Regions from separate parts of the Danio rerio genome. Here regions 1 and 3 are each linked to region 2. A link is a contact called in public HiChIP or PLAC-seq and Micro-C data. All regions are on one chromosome and are shown on one strand. The core of a region is the stretch at or near the end of the contact, and the rest is flanking DNA. Distances in the headings are between cores, read along the strand shown.

The links. A called contact is a pair of places that touch in the nucleus more often than the background predicts. HiChIP or PLAC-seq counts read pairs in DNA pulled down with a chosen protein or histone mark.
Region 1: a contact with region 2 is called in an H3K4me3 HiChIP or PLAC-seq map of gastrula embryo, with 3 times the contacts expected there. The contact joins the promoter of acss1 here to the promoter of kcnh1a in region 2. A contact is called at or near these places in 7 of 18 Hi-C or Micro-C datasets (embryo, fibroblasts, hematopoietic stem cells and 2 more) and 3 of 4 datasets of contacts at active chromatin or transcription factors (caudal fin, embryo and gastrula embryo).
Region 3: a contact with region 2 is called in a Micro-C map of caudal fin, with 11 times the contacts expected there. The contact joins the enhancer-like site here to the promoter of kcnh1a in region 2. A contact is called at or near these places in 10 of 18 Hi-C or Micro-C datasets (caudal fin, embryo, fibroblasts and 3 more) and 1 of 4 datasets of contacts at active chromatin or transcription factors (caudal fin).

Annotation. Positions count from the first base shown.
Region 1 is chr17:27,243,307-27,246,492 of GRCz12tu, forward strand. It overlaps acss1 (acyl-CoA synthetase short chain family member 1), which reads left to right and starts at 1,482. Exons shown (of 14, transcript NM_001080656.3): 1 at 1,482-1,899; 2 at 2,091-2,187. The coding sequence starts at 1,554.
Region 2 is chr17:27,072,955-27,076,293 of GRCz12tu, forward strand. It overlaps kcnh1a (potassium voltage-gated channel, subfamily H (eag-related), member 1a), which reads left to right and starts at 1,684. Exons shown (of 11, transcript NM_001044931.1): 1 at 1,684-1,756. The coding sequence starts at 1,684. The region is part of intron 3 of plb1 (phospholipase B1); the gene reads right to left.
Region 3 is chr17:27,220,360-27,223,797 of GRCz12tu, forward strand. The region is part of intron 8 of hhat (hedgehog acyltransferase); the gene reads right to left. The region is part of intron 1 of LOC141378572 (a long non-coding RNA gene); the gene reads left to right. Among named protein-coding and RNA genes, the nearest start is that of hhat, 20 kb to the right of the region's middle. Within about 2 kb of position 1,647, at least 5 of the 62 cell types and tissues checked have an H3K27ac peak or open chromatin away from gene starts, as enhancers often do.

The DNA.
Region 1 (3,186 bases), core at 232-2,731, 170 kb after region 2:
TGCTGAATGTTGCAAAATGTCACTAACATAAAAATAAACAATATAAAATTTAAAAAATGGTTTAAATCTTCATTGGATTTCTTTTAAACTATACAACAAATAAATAAATAAATAAATGAGTCTTGTATATTTTTGATTATTTAAAGATCTGACAACTTGCATACTTTGAAATGTTCTTTTGATTTAATGCAATGTGTCAAACATAGAAAATGTATGAATAAACTTTATAAAAATATATAATGGACTAGCCTAAAGGAAAATGAATGAATGAATGAATTAATGAAATTAAACCAACATTAATCCACAAATGAACCATCAGTTAATACCAAGTACTTTTTAGGGCCTGCTGCTCTCCAAAAAATGGATATACCATGGATCTATATAATGATGTTATTTTGAGTTTTTGTTTTTTCTCTTTTAATATCAAATTTACGATATAATTATTCCCAATTCATAAATGTGCATAAATGTTTTAAAACAATTAGGTTTGGCAAGGTCATTTTTTCAAATAGTGCAAAAACGATTTAGAGCTTTACAGCCATGGAAGTCCAATGAGCTTTAGTACTCTATGGCCCAGCATGTTCCTTGTTTGGAAGAAGTTATATGCTGTGAGCAAATATAAACAAAAAACAACTACAAAATGCTTACGCACATTAGTATAACTATTTACGTACATTCAGATGAGAGGGTCAAAAGGACACAGACTTTGACAGAAAAGATGCATGCGTGTGGAACTAAAGTCCATGGTGCACTGTGGCTCACTGCCATTTAGAGAGAACATCTATCTATCTATCTATCTATCTATCTATCTATCTATCTATCTATCTATCTATCTATCTATCTATCTATCTATCTATCTATCTATCTATCTATCTATCTATCTATCTATCTATCTATCTATCTATCTATCTATCTATCTATCTATCTATCTATCTATCTATCTATCTATCTATCTATCTATCTATGTGTCTGTCTGTCTGTCTGTCTGTCTGATCTACCCCTCTGTAAATGCTCCACTAGGAGGCAGCAAGAGGTTTAGTGTATTTGAGCACAATCTTCAGAGGCTCAACGTGTTGCATGTAGAACCCGAAAAGTGAAACCGATTTATGTTGACGTCATTAAAAATATAACATTAGCATGTAACAAAAACGTGGTTTATGTGATAATATACAGCAAATGTGGCTCGTTTGAATTCACACAGAACCTGTAAAAAAACAAAACCTGTTTACACGCCTCACACTGAACCCACTGAAGTTTCATGTTTCTGAGTGTTCTGTGGATTCACGACGACAGTACAATCCAAGATTACGCAACATCCAAAACTCCCAAAATCATTATAGGATATTGCAGAGTTCGAATCGATTGTGACAGCCAGAGCACTTGTGATTCATGACCTGGTTTGGTTCATAATAGAGCTGATTCAGGGGGCGTTTTGAAGTGAGGTTTTCTTCACACGAGCTCTTTGTCAACAAGTTTCCTCCTCCTTCAGAGGAAAAGTCACGGGCTGCAGAAACTAGAGCAAAACTTTACTCCACCACAGTCTACACGGTAAAATGGCTGGACGTGTGAGCGCCAGTTTGCTGAATTCATTAACCAGGGGAACTATTCTCTTTAAAAACAAGAAATGCTTGCGCAGAAGTGTTGTTTTCATCTCCCGGTGTCACGCGAGGTCTCTGTCCAGAAGCAGCATCAGCGCGGCTCAGCTGGACCTCAGCTCGCATCTCTCTGGAAGAAACTACGCGGATTTATATGAACTGTCAGTCAAAGATCCAGAAAACTTCTGGGGGTCCATTGCCAAGGAAAGGCTGGCATGGACCAAACCTTTCGACCAAGTGTCGGACTGTGATATTTCCAGCGGGAAAATCAACTGGTTTCTTGGAGGACAACTGAATGTCTCTGGTGAGTGACGCTCGTTCTGTTTTAGGCTTGTTTTGATCACCTCCACTTTACTCTGTATCGAAAACTAAACAAACAAACTACAATTCTGTTTACATTTAGTGTATATTCCAGTTGAAGGCATTGTTTACACTTTCAATAACATAATATCTACAGTGAGTACAATGGTACTATCCTCTTACATTTATTGACAGTGAATTGTTTGGATGTACACGTGGCAAATGATCCAAGCAGAGTGGCCTTGATTTGGGAGAAAGATGAACCTGGCACAGAGGAAAGGATCACATACAGGTACATTCATTGAAGCTCATGGGAAATGCACATGTGGCCCTTATCCTAACCCAGCAACCTCACCTCCCCCACCCCTAGTTAAACCTTTTTAAAGCTTACTAGAATTTGTTAACTAAATGTTGCTGCTAATTCTTTGTAAATGCCAATATTTATAGTAATGTTTTTCACAGTTGTCTATAGCATTTTGACACCAATGCATAGACACTGGTTGCTTTGCTGTTCTGTTCACTATTACATTAGTGATGAGTAATCATCATCGTAAAGTATTACGTAATGTGTTTGTAATTCAGCAATTATTTTAATTTGAGTAATTTTGATCTTTTGTTGTTTATTAATTTGTATTTTTCTATTTAGCTCAGATATATTTTATATATTAATTAAATTAGATTATTTAAACTTACTATAGGTTAGTTGACAAGTGGAACATTTCTTTTTCATATGCTCTATTTCAGCTTCAACATGGGAAACAAATGTTGTTTGTTAGGTGAATCAAAATTATTGTTTATTAGCCTGATTGGGATTCATATTAATTCATATTATTTAATTATAACAATTGACAAATTGCATTGAATCTTTTGCTATTGATTTTTGTTCAATAGACATGGTTGAGTACTGAGTGCTGTAGGCAAGGCTAGTACTATACAGTGCTCAGCATATATGAGTACACCCCCTACAAATCTCTCATTTTAATTATTATGTTCTATAGGATGCATTACATTATTATATTTGTGAATATACATTAGGTTTGCAGTAATGAAGCCAAATCTGGAGCTTATCTAACAAAATAACTTTCAATAATGGTTCAAAAATTAGTAGCCTAAATTTAAATGTTGGGGGAAAATATTAAATAAAAATTTTAGAAATAGCAAAAGTCAAGAGAAACAAAACATATTTACAATTTAGTTGAAATGTTGTAGTTTGTATTTTTTGCAATATTTTGCATGCATTTAAATGTATGATCTTTCCATTTCTAAAGATGTTCTGTGACTAAAATATTAT
Region 2 (3,339 bases), core at 434-2,933:
CCACCGTATTGCATTGTTTGGGCTAATTTAGATTGAGGGTTCAAATTGCAATAGTGAATTATGTCTTTAGTCATAACAATAAAAAAAAAATCAAAACCAAATTTACTTTTGTGCCTAAAGCAATTCAGTTACATTATAAATGTAGTTAATTAATGGATTATTATTATTATAGTATTATTATTTATTATATTCTAATATACAATATTATTATTGATTCATTATTATTATTATTTTTTTAGTTTTTTTTCTCTTCTCTTTTTTTCTTTCAGGTTTTGGTTTGTTTATTTGACGGTAAATGTTGGTGTTTATTGTGTTAAGTGTGTCATTCTTGTTACATTACAGAATAAATTGCCCCAAAAGGGTTAAAAAGCTTTAAACTTAAAACCACATGGAACTTTAAAAGCATGTTTTTGTAAGCAAAAGTTTTTGTCTCAGAAAGTGAACTAGATCAAAAGTATTATTTAACCATGAAATGTATTTAAATAAAAATTAATCAGGCACAACCAGTATTTTTAAATGCAAACACAGTTTATGATGTTTACATTTTTATAGAATATTATGATCTAACTTTGTATTACCCCCAAAATGATATTTTAACTGATAAGGCAAAGTTATTTTGCTCAGAGTCCACTCAACTTTGAGCTCTTCACAATGTAACCACCAATAAACTACACTTCTGCTGTCATACTTTGCAATAAACATCTCTTTTAATTTTTTTTTAAAATAATTATTGTGTTCTATTGTCACCATGCATGGAGATTTGGTCATTATTTGGTCATTTGTCTTATGTACTTTCATCTGGTAAGAAGGCGCCAGACTTCATATCATAAACCACAATCAAATCTATAACAAGTTTGATTCATTTTAGCCAGATTTTAATTGAATTGCAGTTTTAATAGGTGACAGAATGCCCTATCTCTAAAGACTACCTTGCTGACATTTTAATGATGCAGCTTATATAACCGATACAGGTCTGGGGCCCTTTTTTGTTTAACATTATATTTACCTTTTTTATGTTAACGACCACAAAGTTAATGTTATGAAGGAAGCCAAGATAGCTGTAGGTGTCTGGGTGATAATAACATCTGCATTGCAATTTAACTCAGGTTAACTCTGCATGTGTGTTTTAGCCTACTGTAATCTAAACCTGATTGGATGATGAAATTTAAAGAAATTTCATAGTTTGCATATTATTATTCGGCAGTTATAAAGGAAAATGTATTGCTGAATTTGTAATTGAGGGTTTTGAATATATTCCGAACCATTACACAAACCTAGCAGCATTCATTGGTAATTAAGCGACTGTTTTTATTTTTATTTTTTGGGGGGCTATATCATGTCCATATCATTCAGATCATTAAAATGTGTTTGAAATATACCAGCAGATGGCGATAAGAGATTAAAAGCAGATTAAAAACAGTAGATTTTAGAACGGTTGCAAAAGCGTGCATCGCCATCTATTGATTTACATCGGAACACACGCTACTTCACTCGTCAATAGATGGCGCTGTTTCGCCAGACTATGCCTGCTATAGCGGAGGATCAGTGGGGTGGAGGAGAGAGGAAAGCGCGAGGAGCCCCGGGTCCACACATCACTGGATGCGGCAGCGGCATGTGGACGACAGACTCACCGGAGACGCGCTGACCGGTCTGGGCTCTCAGTGGAGCGCATGACCCGCCGTGATGGCCGGGGGACGCAGAGGACTAGTGGCTCCTCAGAACACTTTTCTGGAAAATATTGTCCGACGGTCTAACGGTAAGACGCACCTCCACATCCAAACCAGCGCACACACTGAAAGAGTAGTGTCGCAGATAAAAGAAAGAAGGCACAAACTTTTCAATAAATAGATTATAGTCTTTTACATTAAAACAAAGTACTTTTAACTGTATAGTTCCACAATTACACGCCAGAAGTGAAAGGTGTATGTTCACGAGGGAGGAAAACATGATGCAGGTGCATTGATTCTGTAGTGAACACGTTTTACTGGAACGACGATTTCTAGTCTTAAATAAATAGTTGTATACTCAGTAATTTTTTTGATTTTATATATGAAAAAAATCGTATTTGATAATTAATTTTTATATCAGTTTTTGACCATTTGAATGATTATACAAATATTTAAAAAGTGTAATGGTTTGCATAGCGTTGAGATTTAATTCAGTTCGTGACTGTTCTCTGCGTGACAGCTTGTGCTGTTCTTTCCCATTTGAGTTGTTCTCATACATCCGTCCATCAGCATGCTTTGTAGGATAGAGAACAACTTTAGGTTAAATGAATATTTAATAGCAATTAATATTTAAGAGTGCTGAAAGGTTGAAAACTGGCGAAGGATCTTCACCAGCACTTCCTGAGACCAGACTGCGTTCTTGCATCCTCTATATGGTCCCCAAAATAGAATCAAAGATCTCTCTTATTGATGTTTATCCTTCTGGACTGCTTTGCTTATTTATGCAGTTTAATTAGTCAAAATGGCTTTTTAAAACAAGATGTCCACTGAACACCACATCTGCTCTATCCACTTAAGCACTGCTTGTGTTCAGTCTTCAGATATATCGAAAATGTGTACTTCTCATCTCATTAGGACTTTTATAAACATTGATGTCTTTATAACCCACTTGGTCTCAAAGGGTTGTTTGATCGTCTTGGGGAAGAAGAAGAGGATGAATTCCTCTTCTTATATGGTGTATGCATTATTTAACTGTTTTTCTGTTTTCTTTAACTTCCAGTTTGGACATTATCACATAGACACACAGGTATAAACCTCACTGAGCAGAACACTTGTGCTTAAACCTCCTCCATCCCGCCATTATTCCTCTGCCTCTCTTTCTCTCTTTTCCTCCTCCCTTTCTCTTTTTCTCTCTCTCTCTTAGTTCCCTTTCGACATTTAGTCTTGTTCTATACCAATTTCTGTTAATTTACAAACTGATAAGTCTGAATTTTAACAACAAGTTTGATCAAACTCTTTTGTGGTTTAGCGTTAACGTGGTTCAACAGTGCTGTTGATATTTTAAAGCTGCTTAGATACGGTGAAAATAACCATGCAGATGTTGTTTCCTGGTCCTCATTCAGCGCTGACAGCATTTGCTGTAAAATAACAAATGTTGGCATGGAACGTTTTTCCTCCATAGTGGTGCGTGTGAGTCCACGTGTGCGTGCTTGTTTCAGTGTGAAGTGCACTTCCCCGTGTTTTTGCTCAGTAGAGGAGAACTGTGCTTTGTGGCAAATCCACCACCATGCTCTTAAATCAGTTGATCTGTTAGATCTGAGTTATCCTTCAGTTCTGATTCTGATGCTGCCCACCCATTTTCTGTTTGTTAGGACTTTTGCTCATCTCACAT
Region 3 (3,438 bases), core at 397-2,896, 150 kb after region 2:
GATGTTGCCATCCACTCTGCAGATCTATCACTCACCCCTATACTGAATATAACTCCAAACCATGATTTTTCCTTCATCAAACTTGACTGATTTCTGTGAGAATCTTGGGTCCATGTGAGTTCCAATAGATCTTCTGCAGTATTTGTGATGATTTAGATGCAGTTCAACAGATGATTCATTGGAAAAATCTACATTCTGCCACTTTTCCAAATGATCAACTAGAAATCAAGTTATTATTTGTTGCTATTACAACTGTGTTGTGTACTTCTCTGAGGTACATATACAAGAATTCAGAAAATTCACATCGCACATATGAACCACTTTGTTTCCCTAGAGCATTTAATGCTAGACTCAATGTTTTAAAAATTCAGCAGGTAATGCAGCAGGCAGGAAGCAAGCACACCACTGATCTGCAGCAAACACCTTGGTGACGCGATAAATCTATACTACATAGATCCCTAAGGCCATGGTGAGCACCAAACAAGCAGACTGAGACCTCTGAAAAGATGGGTTTCGTTCTACTCCTAAACAAAATTTAGCACACTTCAAATAAAACATAAAAGAAACATGAATCAATCACATCTAAACAAAACAACAACATGATCTGATGTCATAGGGTGAGACTATAAAAAGGATAAAATGACAAAGCCTACCTATTTTATGTCATAAGTCACAGTTTTGTCCATTACAGTTCCATACAGGCATCCTCGGCTAGTATCTGATATTAATTTGTATGCGGCAGAGCTATTCCTGCCACTGTTTTCAACTTTTTCAAACAATTTTTCATGCTTTATCAATTGCTATAACATAACACACACACATTTGTGCTTACAGCCCAACGCACAGAATGATTTTGGATGTTCAATGACTTCTGTCACAAAATATATATCATGAAATACATTTATCACATGTTTAGGTTTGATGAATCAGTATGAAATCTAACTTACTAACTTACATTACTTAAACCAAATGTATTATTTCATGTCTCAGTACGATCAAATAAAATCAAAATAACTGAACTACAAGTGTGAAAGCATCATTAATGCCAAATTATTATTATTATTATTATTTAAATAACTTAATAGCAATTAAGTTAATAGATTCAGATTAGATAGATAACAAACAGACGAGCTAGGATTGAACAGATAGCTATAGACAAGAGTCAGCAAATCGGCACAGAGCATGCGTGTTGATGCTAGACTAAATGAACAGTGTTTTACAGCAACCCATAAACCTTTCGACCGCCATAAACCCAGTCCATGATAGTGTCAGTACTAAATCACACACGTGCGCACACAGCAATACGCACACACACAAAGCAATCTCCAGATTTAACTGCAGCCTAGAGCAACATCTCAACCTCTCTCTCTCTCTCTCTCTCTGTTGTTCTCAGTCTCATTCGCTCCCTGTAGGACTTTGCACTGTAATCAGAGACTTTGCTGTCCTGCAGTATGTGGTACTTTTTCAACATGGCATGTTGTATCCGGCAGTTCTGAGCCATTAAACTCACAGATGAGCATGTGAGTTGGGATTCGAAGTACTGTATATCAGAGAGAGAGTGTGTGTGTGTGTGTGTGTGTGTGTGTGTGTGCTGAGGCTATGCTGAGCTGTTATAAAAAGCTTTATCGGGTTCAGAGGAGCTGAGCTCTGTCGCTCCGTGTGGGATTGAAGCCAGACGGGGTCTTACAGCAGGTCCTGCTGAAGTCTCCAGCATACGTCTGTTTCCTTACAGCTTTCATTTATCACACTCTAAACTCCATCACCTTCAACACCACTCAGACGCACACACTAGAGCTTAACCTTTGCGGCACTCAGAGCTCCAGCAGCTGGCCACAGAGCAGATCTGCTGATACACACAGAACATGCACGATTACACAAGAAACAGAAGAAACAGTCACTCGCTGTGGAACAATGAGTGCCAATGATCCGCTAGTTCACGGAAATTGACTGACCACTTTTGTTATGAAGCAATGCATTATGAATTATTTATTATAAATAGTACATTAATTAATAATATATATTATAAAAAACATTACGCTCTTGAATAAAGCCTGAGAGGTCATTGCAGTTATTTTTACTAATGAAAGAATTTGAAATTTGTATATTACCATCTTTCTGTCATTTTTATTTTATTTTTTGCTGTAGAAAGCAACTGTAGAAAATGCGTCATTCAAAAGACACTATAGAGTCTGTTTTACAATCTAGACTCAAAGTCTTAAGCGCATAGAACAAAGCATTAAGGGTTGTTCCAAATCCACTATTGCTATTTTAAGGACGGAAAAATATGATTTGCGCCGCATGGTCTAACAGGGTTGTGCTTATTCTCTTAATGAGTTATGGGTGTTTTGAGTATAATATGCATTAAACCAATCAGAGTCTCATCTCCCATTCCCTTTAAGAGTCAGTTGTGTTGCGTCCATTTGCTATATACATGACAACTTTGTAAGTAAAAAAACTGAGCTTTTCACTAGTGAGAAAACAGTTAAACAAACCATCTGCAGCGCATGGATAAAGAATGAGCCTCCTTCATTCGGCCTCCTTACTTTCACTTTACTTCTTTACATTTGTGGATGAGGAAATGGTTTTGTAAGCACTCCACTGAAGACATTCATTAACCTATATATTTAATGGGCTATATGCACAGCGATGAACTTCTGAAAGCTTTGTGTGACTTTTTATTTCATAACGTTCCTTTTACAACATCGATGTTGTAATGTAAATCAAATATAATCAGTTAAATAAACTGAAGCATTCATTTGGCTGTTAAAGCGTAAAAAAAGACAAAAGACCGCTTAAACGCAGGCGACATCACTAGCCGCAGGCTAGCTGAGATTCCATTGGAAATACTGGGGAAAAAATCAATTCCATATTTTAAAGACATGGTGTGGAAAAATATCATTTAATGCAGTGCTTCTTGTTTGGTCAGATACCCACTTTATATCTTTATATATTACACTTTATATGTATCTCAGCAAGGAAATGAAGATCGCTTTTTTTTTTTTAAAGAAATCAGATCTTAAACACAGCAATTTGTACAGGATTACAAATAACCAAAAGCCCTGGGGCTGGCTGATTGAAATTAAAAGTCTGTGTGCATATACCCAATTTTATTTGTTTTAAAACTATTTTTTAAATTCAGTTCTAATTTCCAGCAAATTAATAAATGATCAATAATAACAAAGTGTGTTCAAAAAACAGAAATATATCCAAACACACGTCCTATTCATATGCACCATGTGATGATGCAGACTTTTCAAAACCGGAGGACAAATCTAAACTTGTTTTTATTAAAACAAATATAAATATGTATGCAGATATGAAGGATATGTAGAAAATAATAATTTTTGTGATATTTCAATCCTTTAATTCTTTTTCATTTGTAAAGACATTTGTGTTTTGCTGACATTCTGTGTCTATTAAGCAACGTGTAATCATTTA